3 separate regions of the Gossypium hirsutum genome follow, and regions 2 and 3 are each linked to region 1. Evidence: chromatin contacts called from public Hi-C data. All regions are on one chromosome and are shown on one strand. The core of a region is the stretch at or near the end of the contact, and the rest is flanking DNA. Distances in the headings are between cores, read along the strand shown. Region 1 holds the start of LOC107920117 (tRNA (adenine(37)-N6)-methyltransferase). Region 2 has its middle 66 kb from the start of LOC121204976. Region 3 holds the start of LOC107915056 (probable alpha,alpha-trehalose-phosphate synthase [UDP-forming] 11).

Region 1 (3,785 bases), core at 405-2,904:
ATAGCTCCCAGTAAAGTTCAGGAAATGCGAGCTTACTGTTCCATCAACTAGATCTACTCCTGAGAGTAGAACCATATTTCCTTGTACTGCCTCCACCTAATATATAAAGAGTATATCAGTTCCAAAGTGATCATTCTCTCAATTTCAAATTTCATGTATCCTGATGATGCTTCACCAAAGTCCTCCATGATGTCTCAGAAATTCACTCAAGGCAGACAAAAATATTGACATTGAAAGGCTTCTTTTAACAGAGATATATATTTTTCCAATTGATACATGAAACATCACAAATGTTATGAGCTCAAGTAAACATTAACCCTTAAGAAAAGAGCCATTGGAATATATTTATGAAAGATCCTCCTTTTAGTGTTGATAACAAAACTTCCATTAGATATATTGAAGGAAAAATCATAGGTAAACATGTTGTTACAACAATAACACATTTGTACATGACTCCATACCTTTGCTACAGTGAGTCCTATAGGACACAGTCGATGTGGAGATCGTGTAGCAAAAACTCCCATCCTTCCTCCTTTCAATCTTGGAACTCTGACCTATTAAAGTGACCAACCTTCCATAGAAGTCTAAAGATGATAAGAAAGTTTCATAAAAGATAGAAACGAATATATATGTATCATTATTATAGTTCCACAAACCTTGGCCTTAAACTTTGATTTAGATGGATGCTTCCATAACTTTTCCAGATCTGTATTCAAATGAAATACATATATAATCCAGCAATGAGAGTATTCTTCGAGACCCTCAAGTGATGCTGGAGGCATTCTAGTTGAATCAAAAACCAAAGATGCCCTAGCAAGAGGGACAAGTAGAGGCTGCCTACGGGTTCCATTCCTACATAAATTTTACAAGCAATTGGAACCATCCTTAAGTAGCAAAGATAAATTAGTAGTAAGCTTCAATCTGATTATTTACCAAGGCAAGCGTTATTATTGCATAGCTTCTATTAACAGAATAAAAAATTTTATTTACCCAATCAGTCATTAATTTTTTTTTAAACGAAGCACCATCTGGAAATCACCTCGTAGAAAAACAAGATTGAACGATACCAATAGGTGCCATTGGATACGATGGTATGTCTAAATTCTCAGACTTGGCTTGTGGTTGAGCGACTACTGCTTTCCTCAATGCCTACAAATTTGGATTTTTTCTTACAAATAAATAACAAAACCAAAAGAAAAATAACAGTCATCATAAAGAATAAAAACAATAAAAGAGAGAAGGAAGAACCTGTTGAGCCCTAATCCGACCTTGTCTTTCAGAAGCACACTTTTCCAAAGCAGAATTGAGGGATTTTTTAAGCTCTTTCAACTTTGAATCCCATTCTATCAAATTTTTCCTCCATATATAAACTGAAAGAAAGAAGATCAACATCCACCATTGCTACAAATTAAATAAAAAGAATAAAAAGGGGGTGAAGAGAGATGTACAGGAGATAGCTGAAGAAGCAGAAAACAGAGAAGCAAGTGCCAATGCTAAGATGGAGTATCGGGTAGAGGACATGGGTTTTGTGTAATTAGTGCTTGTAGTATTTCTTCTTCTGCTCTTTCATCCAAGTTTAGCTAGCTGCAGTTGGGTTGAGTAGGGTTTTAGCTTAGGAACAAACAAGTTTGAAGTTTCTTCTACTTTATTTATTTTTTTTAATTTTGGGTTGGCACTTGGGAAATGAGATGGTATGGCATGGATTCTTAAATTGGATCAAACAGAGAACGGCTGTAAGCCCGAAAATAATGATCCAAGGCCCTTGTTGCTTATGTTCCCTTGGCCATGGCTAGCCCGAAACTGTTACTACAATCCAATTTAGACTGTGTTAAGTGGCAAAGGTCCATGCTTGGGAAATTTACAGAAACAAATTTACAGAAACAATACTAAAATAATCATTTATTACTTAAATATATTTTGAAATAGTAAAAAATAATTTGGGTTTCCAATTGATGCTGATTTCGTCATTAGTAAACTTAAAATTTTCTTTTTAATATTAAAAAAGTAAAATTTTAAAATTATAATTTTAAAAAATAAAAAATTATGAAAATAGAAACTTTTTAAAATTATTTTTTTAAAATTAAATATAAAAAATTTTAAAATTCAATATTATCTAAACCAAATTAGACTAGAAATTGGTTGGGGTATTGGTCAAATAAAAGGTAAAAAATTAGTTGACTTGCTGATTTTTTATTCAACCAGTTCGGTTTTTATAACAATGAATTTTGAATTTTTTTATATTTTTAAAACATATTACTTTTGAATTCTAAAGAATTTTTCATTTTTCATTTTAAAAAATATAATTTTAAACTTTTATGTTTTTTAAAATATGAAAAAATAAATAAATTTTAAAATATTTTAAATACTTTTAAAGGGTATGGACCAAATTAATAGAAAAATATTGTAAATGTTTAAGGCTAAAAAAGTTTAAAAATTTTAAAAATTGGTTGACCCATGAACTAGTACGGATTGTTTAACCCCGGGCTAAAAAATCATTTGAACTAATAGTTGAATTGATTTATATAATTTTGTAATTTTTATTTTTTTTATAATTTATTTGCTTTGAAACGATTAGACCAGTGATTATGGGAACCAATTGGTCAGACCAGTTTAAAATTGGTTCAACTATTAATTCAATCAATTTTTTTAACTCGCTTCGATACATCAACCAATTTTTTATTCAACTAATTTAGTCTGGATTAAATAACATTAAATTTTAGAATTTTTTCATATTTTATTTAATTTTTTAAAATTTTAAAGGCTTTTTTTTCATAATTTTTTTATTTTTAATTAAGTCAGTTTGGTCATTGAGAAACTCAAATTATTATTTTTATTATTAAAACATATTACTTAGATAAATAAAAGTAAATCTATATTAATTGAGAGATAAATTATTATTTTAATATTATTTCTGTAAATTTCTCGTCCATACGTTTAAGAGATATACTATAGCCATAATATATAATTTAATATCCAAACATAATTTTTCTTAGTTTGATACATATATATTTTCTTTATCAAAGTGGTAGTTAAAGTTTCACATATTATTCCAATAATTTAGCACCGTTAAAAATTTTTAAGACGGTATCTTACGCTAGTAAATGAGTGATATGTAAATATTTGATAAAAATATTTAAGTATATAAAATATTAATGTTTTTTTTTTGTTTTAATATAGTCTAAAATAAAAAAATCAATTTATGATTTTGGGTCCTTAGTTTTTTTATTTTTTTGGTTAAATAGGCAATATATGCTGATTTTTTTAATTGGCCAAATAAATCGTTTTTTTTTTCAAGATTTAGGAAAATAGGTCGATTTCGGAGAGAAAGTGTGAAAGCATGTCCAGCTGGGCGCGCTTTTGTCACAGGCCGTAGTTCAAAGCCCGTGACCATCGCACCAAATCCATCCAATGGAGGTCTATTGTTTGGATGGGGATCACCCCGTAAGAATTGGTCTAATTCAGGAAGCTGTTGGAGAAGCCTATCATATTGAAGCTTGGTTGGCTCGATAATGAAGATACGACAACTTAAGCTAATTTGGTAACTAATCTTAGAAGATTGACAGAATCATATCTTGTAAAGATTAGATTAGATTTGATATGCCATATCTTGTAAATCCCTAAAATTAAGGGATATGGTTAATACCGTCCGTTAATGTAAATGTATCTTGACCGTCAGTTTTGGAAGAGCTCAACTATAAATTGAGAGCCTCCCCCTCATTTGTACTCACTCAATTCATTGTTGCATTATTCTTTGTGAATAAGAGAATATTGAGAGTATTTACTCA
Region 2 (3,785 bases), core at 591-3,090, 420 kb after region 1:
AAAATATAAATTAATTAATAAATTGTTTTTGAAGATAATATTTTTTTGGGGACTTTTTGGACACTTTTTGGGGATGTGATAGGTTGTAGCAATTTAAGAGCATATCACTATCAATATGGTTTTTGTTTTGTCACAAAATAATATTAAAAGTGGGTTTGGTTTTTTAAAATGGTATTAATATGGGTGTAATTTTGTTATTTTCCTTTTTTAAATAATTTTTAGGTTAAAGGCATAATAATAAATTTTAGATCAATTTATATCAAATAAAATTTAAGTATAATTAAGAACAAAAAGAAATCTTAAGTATGAAGCAACAGATCTTATATTTCAAAATTATAATTATAATTATAATTATAATTATAATTATAATTTATAAATTTATTTAAACCTCATATATTTATTTATTAATATATAAATTGTAATAAAAATAAAATTTATCATAATTTTATGAAAATTAAAATTAAATAATATTAAAAGAACTAAACTCGTTTAAATATATATATAACAAGTATAATTTAATAAATATATTTAAAATAATCTTAAATTTCGTTAGTCAAACAACTCAATTTTATATTCTAACTAAATGAAGTAAATAAAATGATACAGCATACCAGCATCCCCCCCCCATAATTTTAGATTTCCTAAACCAAATATCATCTAATAACTAACTTGATAATGGGTCGGGTCGAGCCGGACTCGTTCAAAATGTGGGAGGGTTTGAGCAAAAATATAGATCTGAAAAATGAGTTTAGACAAGAAAAAAATAAGGCCCATTTAAACGCCTGAGTCTGGTCCGACCCGACCCAAATCTACTAAATGACAAAAAAATTTACTTTTTTAATATTATTTTCTTAATTTTCTCCCTATTTTACTATCATTTTACCATTATATTGTTACTATTTTGTTGTTATTGTATGGATATTGTATAAAATTTATTCTATTATTAATTTTGTTATTATTTTAAAGGCATTTGATAATTTTGTTATTATTTTAGAGACATTTGCTTGTTAAGTTGCATCTAGCTTAGTATTATTTAGGTAGATATATTTTTTAAAATTTATTTTCAATTTGTTGAGAAATATTTATTTTGATATTTTTAGTATTTTTGATGTATTGTATATTTTTTAAAATTATATAAAAAAATAATACAAAATTTAATATGAGTGGACTGAATCGGACCCAGATTTTAACATTTTTATCCGAGTCGAGCTTGAACAAAATTTTAGACTATTTTTTAGACCTAATTATGCTCGAACCTAATAAACGGGTCTAAATTTTTAGTTGAGCACTGCCAGGCCATGCTCACTTTTTTTGTATTTGTTGATTCCAACATAAATAATTTATAGTAGTGGTACAAAGGTTGAAATCACGTGATATCCTCAACATTGAAGGTAATAATTATTTTGTAGGGGAAATTCATCCAAATTACATGGCAGAGGAAAAAGTTAATGAAACTTTGAATTAGCATAAATAACGCGTAGTTGTGAAAACAGAAAAAAGAGTCGTAATGGGTGGGTAATAGGCCAAGTCCAAGGTGATAGACCTTTGAAATTGGTGGTGGACCCCTTTCACCCCAGCTGCATCTCTTTGAATTTTCAAATTATGTTCTACCCTTATATTTTATAATTTTGCATATATCGGGATTAAAAATAAAATAGTAATATTAATAATTTAATTACATTCTTATATGGTGTTTAAAAGATAAATGAGTTAACCTAACAACCTTATCTCAACCTCTTTTGAACGTTATTTATTTGAATACAAAAGCAGAGGATGCCAAGTTTCCAAAGAATCTTTGATCCTTCACGTAACTTTGGTCAAAGTGTTGGAACCAATCAGTTGACGACAAGCTGGAAAGTTTGACGGGCTCTTCTGTCATTGGTTTTGTTTTGTTTTGTTTCTCATGCTTTTCCTATGTAAATACGCGACTAAAGTTTTTTTAAAATAATCTAACCTTTAAGGATATTATGATCTAGTACGAAAATGACCTGAGCCCACCCAAGATTTTTCATGAGAAAAGGATTAGAGAGAGATGTTATAGTATTTTGGTTGGTTAAGTCCTTTGCCCACGTTTTCGGCTGGTTTTCAAAGAGTTGTGAAGAGAATGAGTCTTTCTTTCACATCAACTTTGCTTTTCTTAATTCTATTTAGACTTTGTTTCCAATATACTCACAATAACATTTTTTTTATTATTAATTTCACTTGTCGAAATTCCACCTATTAATATAGCATAATATTCTTCTTCTTTTTTTTTAATTTTTTTTGAAATATTGAGTTTTATGTCTTTTCCTAGGAAGCTGCCTACTGCTTGAACAATGTCAAACTCTTACCAATTGTTTGAATCTTAGGAAACATGATGAAAAATTAAAATACAAAGGAAACACTGTTTTCTTATATCTCAAGTATTTCGATAATTGAATCAGAAACGAATATTGAGAGTTTAATACATATAAATCTATTAAAACAGTTGAGATCATTTTTCTTTCCATTTCACCCTTATGGTGAATAAAATGCTTTGGAATGACCGAATTTTAAATGTTTGGCGCATCCAGGTAGCAAAGTAGACGAACCTTTTCTCTTTTGAGGTTTGGTATTGAATCAACTACTTTATTTTCGGCACCAATCATTTGAAGCTAGCTTGATAATCGAATACCCTGAATGGAGTCTCATCAATGTCCGAAATTACATCCATTTAAAGTTGGAAGAAAAAGGTAAAGCCTCTTCTCCCCTCCCCTAAATGCAGATGTCATTTTATAGTGAACAATGTTGGGGTTACACCCATCCTTATGTTTACTTGAATCGGACTCTCATATAAAGTGATGGATGTTACTTAAAATTAGACTTGTTCTAATTGCTGGTCATATTGGCATGCATTCAATGAAAGGCCCAAAGATCCAATTCCATCGACTGACCCAAGAGACCAGTTAAATCAATTCAACCTTCTTTTTTTTTTTTAACTGCAAAAGCTCAAGTGGTCCAGATGAGTTAAAAAGTTATACATTCATGTAACGTAACTTCAGCATTCGGCTGATTTATCCCATGGACCGTCCTATCAGATCTTCATGTTTTATTTTGAATTAAAACTGTGTCAAATTGGACAAAATCGCCATTTCAACCAGATAAAGTAGTAACAAATTGCAGAGTCAGCACAGCATCTTGATCCATCGCCGCCTACTCCTGCCCTGCCCTACTGCCTAACACTATACACCTTTTTCTTGTGAATCAGTTAGTGCTTTGTCTGAAAACACATTAAAGTCTTAACAATTAAAACAAGGAGAAAACTCAAAGCACACCACTTGTTTACTTCACATTGACAAATTACTCTACTAATTAAATAGCTTATTAACAATGCAAAGTAGGGTCCAAAGGGAGTGTTAATGAGCTATTTAATGAAAGTGAATTTGCAGTCTTAATAAGCTATTTAATTAATAGACTAGTTTGTCAATGTGCAAATAAACAAGTGGTTTGTTTTTGAGTTTTGTCTTTTTTAAAAAAAATAGAAATAAATAAACCTTGCTCAGCAGCCCAAGTTTTTAGATCACATTTTTCCAGGCCCACCTTTGTTGGTAAGAGAGGTTTGAGCCATTATTGGATCAAATTGCCTTGACCCACCAGCCTGAATCATTTTATATATTTATTATCTGCACGTCGTTGCCTTACTAGCTTGCAAGCCTATTTTACTCGTTCATATAATGCCCAATGGGCTTCATACAAGTAATACACACAAAATTTTGGAATCAAACACCTAATTTGTATTGCTTTTTATATGCATTGTGTCAACCCCG
Region 3 (3,785 bases), core at 820-3,319, 260 kb after region 1:
GTTAGGCTCCAAAGCAACAAGCCTAAACGCTAAACCAAGTCCAACTCTCCAATACCTCTTGTGATAATGATCCCTACAAGCTCTCACGAGGTCCTGATCAAAACTCCGAGCCCAATAAGCAACATCATGAGAGCTAATATACTTGTAATGTTTCTCATGGCGCAAATGTTTCTCCGTCTCCGACAAATCAATAGCTCTATACATTGCATTAGCCATTTCATCAATATTCCATGGATTGACACGGATTGCCCCACTTAGAGAAGGTGAGCAGCCAATGAATTCAGAGACAATGATAACACTATTCTTGGGAGGCGAGTTTTCATCGACCCCCAATGCCTTATCTAAAGCAGGGCAGCCCTGTCTACAAACTGTATACTTGTATGGCACCAAATTCATCCCATCTCTTACAGGAGTCACCACACAAAACTCGGCAACTGCATAATATGCAAGCTTCTCTTGTGTAGTGACAGGTCCCTTGAGGAAAACTATTGGCTGGTATCCAGGTTCCTCATATTTGTTATTGACCTCCTTGGCAATGCTATTGGCCTCATCCAGAAGTTGTTGCACATCCCGGCCTAAACTCCTCGCCGGGTTTGTAATCTGTACTAACACCACTTTGCCCCTCAATTCCTGATTCGTTTCCAAAAGCTCCCCCATGGCTGAAAATTTCTGAGGAATTCCCTTAAACAAGTCCAAATCATCGACGCCAACCATCATAATTTTCCCCTCATACTTGTGCTTCAGCTCCTTAGCCATCCTAAGGGTGCTTTCCTCGGACATCATAGATTCAAGTTGCCCCATATGAATCCCAGCAGGCAAAATCTTAATAGTCACAGTCCTCCCATAATATTCTAATGCAATGTGACCCCTGTTGGACTCAGAATGCAAGCCCAAAATCCTTCGACAAGAAGACAAGAAATGCCTAGCGTAATCGAATGTATGGAAGCCAATCAAATCGCAATTTAGCAAAGCTCTAAGAATTTCATCTCTAACAGGTAAAGTTTTATACATATCAGATGAAGGAAATGGACTGTGCAGAAAAAAGCCAAGCTTTACCCTATTAGACCGTCTCCTCAAGAAAGTAGGTAAAGCCATAAGATGATAATCATGCACCCAAACATGATCTTCATCTTCATCATCTCTATCCGTTACTTCCAGAACTTTATCAGCAAATATTCTATTAGCGGACACGTAAGCTATCCACTGTGAACGATCGAAACGTCCCCCATCGTTCCCCGTCATGGGCATCATGTAATGAAACAAAGGCCATAGATAGTGTTTACAAAAGCCATGATAAAACTCGTTCCGCATATCCACGGGCAGAAATATGGTTTCGCAACTGAACTTGTCGTGCAGAACTTGAGCCACCTCCTCTTGATCCGCTGTGTCTACATCAGCTTTCAACGTCCCAACGTATCGCACCTCTGTATCAGGAGGGAAAGCGTCTCTCAGCAGAGAAAGGAGATCATTCTCGTCAAATTCAAAGCACCATTCATTGGAGACCGAGTCCCTCCACGCACGTAAAGGCAACTGGTTGGAAACGATAATAACCCTTTTCCGTGGCATAGCTTGCTGATCTTCTCCGAAATCAGATATGACTCCTGATACCTTCATGACTCGAGGGATCCGATTCATGACTCGAAAATCATCGGTAGACAATAAATTTAATTGGTCTAAGCAACAACTAGAAACCATGTTTCAAGCGAAGAAACCCAACTCCGTATGTGAAATTCTATACAAACATAGAAAACGGAAGAAGAAGAAGAAGAAGAAGAAAAGGAATCAAAGAACCAATACAGGGGTATTCAAAAAATCAATGAAGAAGGGAGTTTAATTCTTTGGTGTTGTTTTCTTTCTATACGTTCTTTGAGAAGGGGAGGATGCAGCTTTAGGGTTCTGTTAAAAGGCATTTACAGAAGAGCATTATTACAAAGAAATATGAATCTTGGCAGTGATTTAAATCAAGGATATGGATACACATTCCATAAAGGAACCCAAGAAACGGAGAAAAAAAGAGAGAGAAAGAGCTCTTAAGCAAGGAAAGAAGCAGGCTGAGGATAAGAACGAAAAGAGTGAGAGAAAGAGAGAAAATATTATATATGTGCGTGAGTACGTCAAGGCATTGTTCCAACGGTCCTGATTCAATGCGTCTACACCACTGTCTTCTGAACTTGGGTACATCAGGTTCTCTTGTCACTGTAACCGACTCTTTCTGTCCGATCCACTGTTCGCCCGCGGTTACTTTTATTTTACTACTTCATAATTTTGTTCTTGGCCTTTAAAAATTTTTAAAGTTACAAAAAATAAAAGCAATAATAAATGAGAGATTGGGGATAAGTAAGACTAAGATTTAAGTATTTTTAATGTGATTTTGGATTAGTGCTTATCGAATCACTAATGGTGCGATTAAATATTTAATCATTGACATTAAATGTTAGCTAGCATTTCTTTTATTATGCTAAGGGTTGTATTAACTAAGCTATTCAAGTTATTTATAAAAAAAATGATAAAAGCAATGATATAGAAATCAAAATACTTAATATATTTTTATTTTATTTTTAATACATTAAGTAACATATTCTTTTGCAGTAATTGTAAGCGTGCTAACAAAATTTGTATACATTGGTAAAATCACAAAAAACAGAAAGGTTACTTATGATTTGAGAATTAAAACAGCATTAGTATTATATGCATCATTTATTAAGAAATATTTTGGATTAGGTTAACACCTTCATTCTGCCATTAATCAAGGTGCTGATTTTTTGGAGCACAAGGGACAATTATGTATTACTTTTTTATATTTTACACTCTTAAATAGCGATAGCCAAATAGAAAGGAAGGTTTTTTTTTTTAAATTTCGAAAAGTAGCACGTCAAAAAAACAAAATCAGAAAGAAACGTGTCCGAAATCGCTACACAGATTTACTCGGTCATGAATTTTCACATCGCTGGCACGTGTAAAGATTTCAACTATAGACGCCTATCCATCAGACTCTGTTCTGTGTCAAAGGACTTCTCTTTTTCTTTTGGATTTTTTTAAAATATTTTATTTTAGTTTTTATAGATGGAGTAAACATATATTCTATTTTTATTTTTATTTTATTTTCATTATCCGTGACGGAGGTTCAGGGAAAAATACTTGAACGAAGTTGTTTTTTTATTTATTATTAATTAAATTTCACGTGCAATAAATTAAAGGGAGGTAGAGATTGCCATGTGGAATTATTTTAGTGGAAATGTGGCGTGTTTGGGTTGTTAAACGAAGCCAAAGTCACGGACGTGTCTTCGTCTGATGACGTGGCAGATTCGCGTATCTTCGGAGTTAGTGTTGTCAACCACTTATGAGCTGCCACGTCACTCACCAACTTAGGACATTTCTTTCCTTCAAAAATTGTTGTAAGGTTTCATAGTGATAATGGATGGGATGGGCTTAGGTTATGTAATGCCTTTCCAACAAAATCCATAATTTATTGTTTTTCATGTACATATTCATAATTTTATCGCATAATCATATTTAGTATTTTAATTAAAATTTTATTTTAATATTATATATATATTTTTAAAATTTTAGTCTACATTTTTTGTTAAATCATTCTAAAATATATAAAAAAATTTATATATTATAACTTTGCTCGCATAACATACACGTGAAAACGTCATCATTAATTTTCAAAAAAATTTATAATTTATATTAAAAATTATAAAATATATCTAATATTTTTAAATTTAAAAAAATAATTAATTGCTAACTTGGTATTCACATAGATTACGCATCAACCAAGTTAA

What was found. Hi-C and Micro-C count contacts between places; a contact is called where the count stands out from the background.
Region 2: a contact with region 1 is called in a Hi-C map of leaf, with 5 times the contacts expected there. The contact joins the enhancer-like site here to the promoter of LOC107920117 in region 1. A contact is called at or near these places in 14 of 34 Hi-C or Micro-C datasets (anther, callus, hypocotyl and 2 more).
Region 3: a contact with region 1 is called in a Hi-C map of leaf, with 3 times the contacts expected there. The contact joins the promoter of LOC107915056 here to the promoter of LOC107920117 in region 1. A contact is called at or near these places in 5 of 34 Hi-C or Micro-C datasets (hypocotyl and leaf).

Annotation. Positions count from the first base shown.
Region 1 is chrA08:34,692,103-34,695,887 of Gossypium_hirsutum_v2.1, reverse strand. It overlaps LOC107920117 (tRNA (adenine(37)-N6)-methyltransferase), which reads right to left and starts at 1,654. Exons shown (of 9, transcript XM_041074449.1): 1 at 1,449-1,654; 2 at 1,249-1,370; 3 at 1,068-1,149; 4 at 657-706; 5 at 462-554; 6 at 37-96. The coding sequence starts at 1,521.
Region 2 is chrA08:34,270,981-34,274,765 of Gossypium_hirsutum_v2.1, reverse strand. No RefSeq gene overlaps it. Among protein-coding and RNA genes, the nearest start is that of LOC121204976, 66 kb to the right of the region's middle. Within about 2 kb of position 1,840, at least 4 of the 9 cell types and tissues checked have an H3K27ac peak or open chromatin away from gene starts, as enhancers often do. A contact at or near this core is called in leaf, where this site is marked.
Region 3 is chrA08:34,429,451-34,433,235 of Gossypium_hirsutum_v2.1, reverse strand. It overlaps LOC107915056 (probable alpha,alpha-trehalose-phosphate synthase [UDP-forming] 11), which reads right to left and starts at 2,069. Exons shown (of 3, transcript XM_016844164.1): 1 at 1-2,069. The coding sequence starts at 1,695.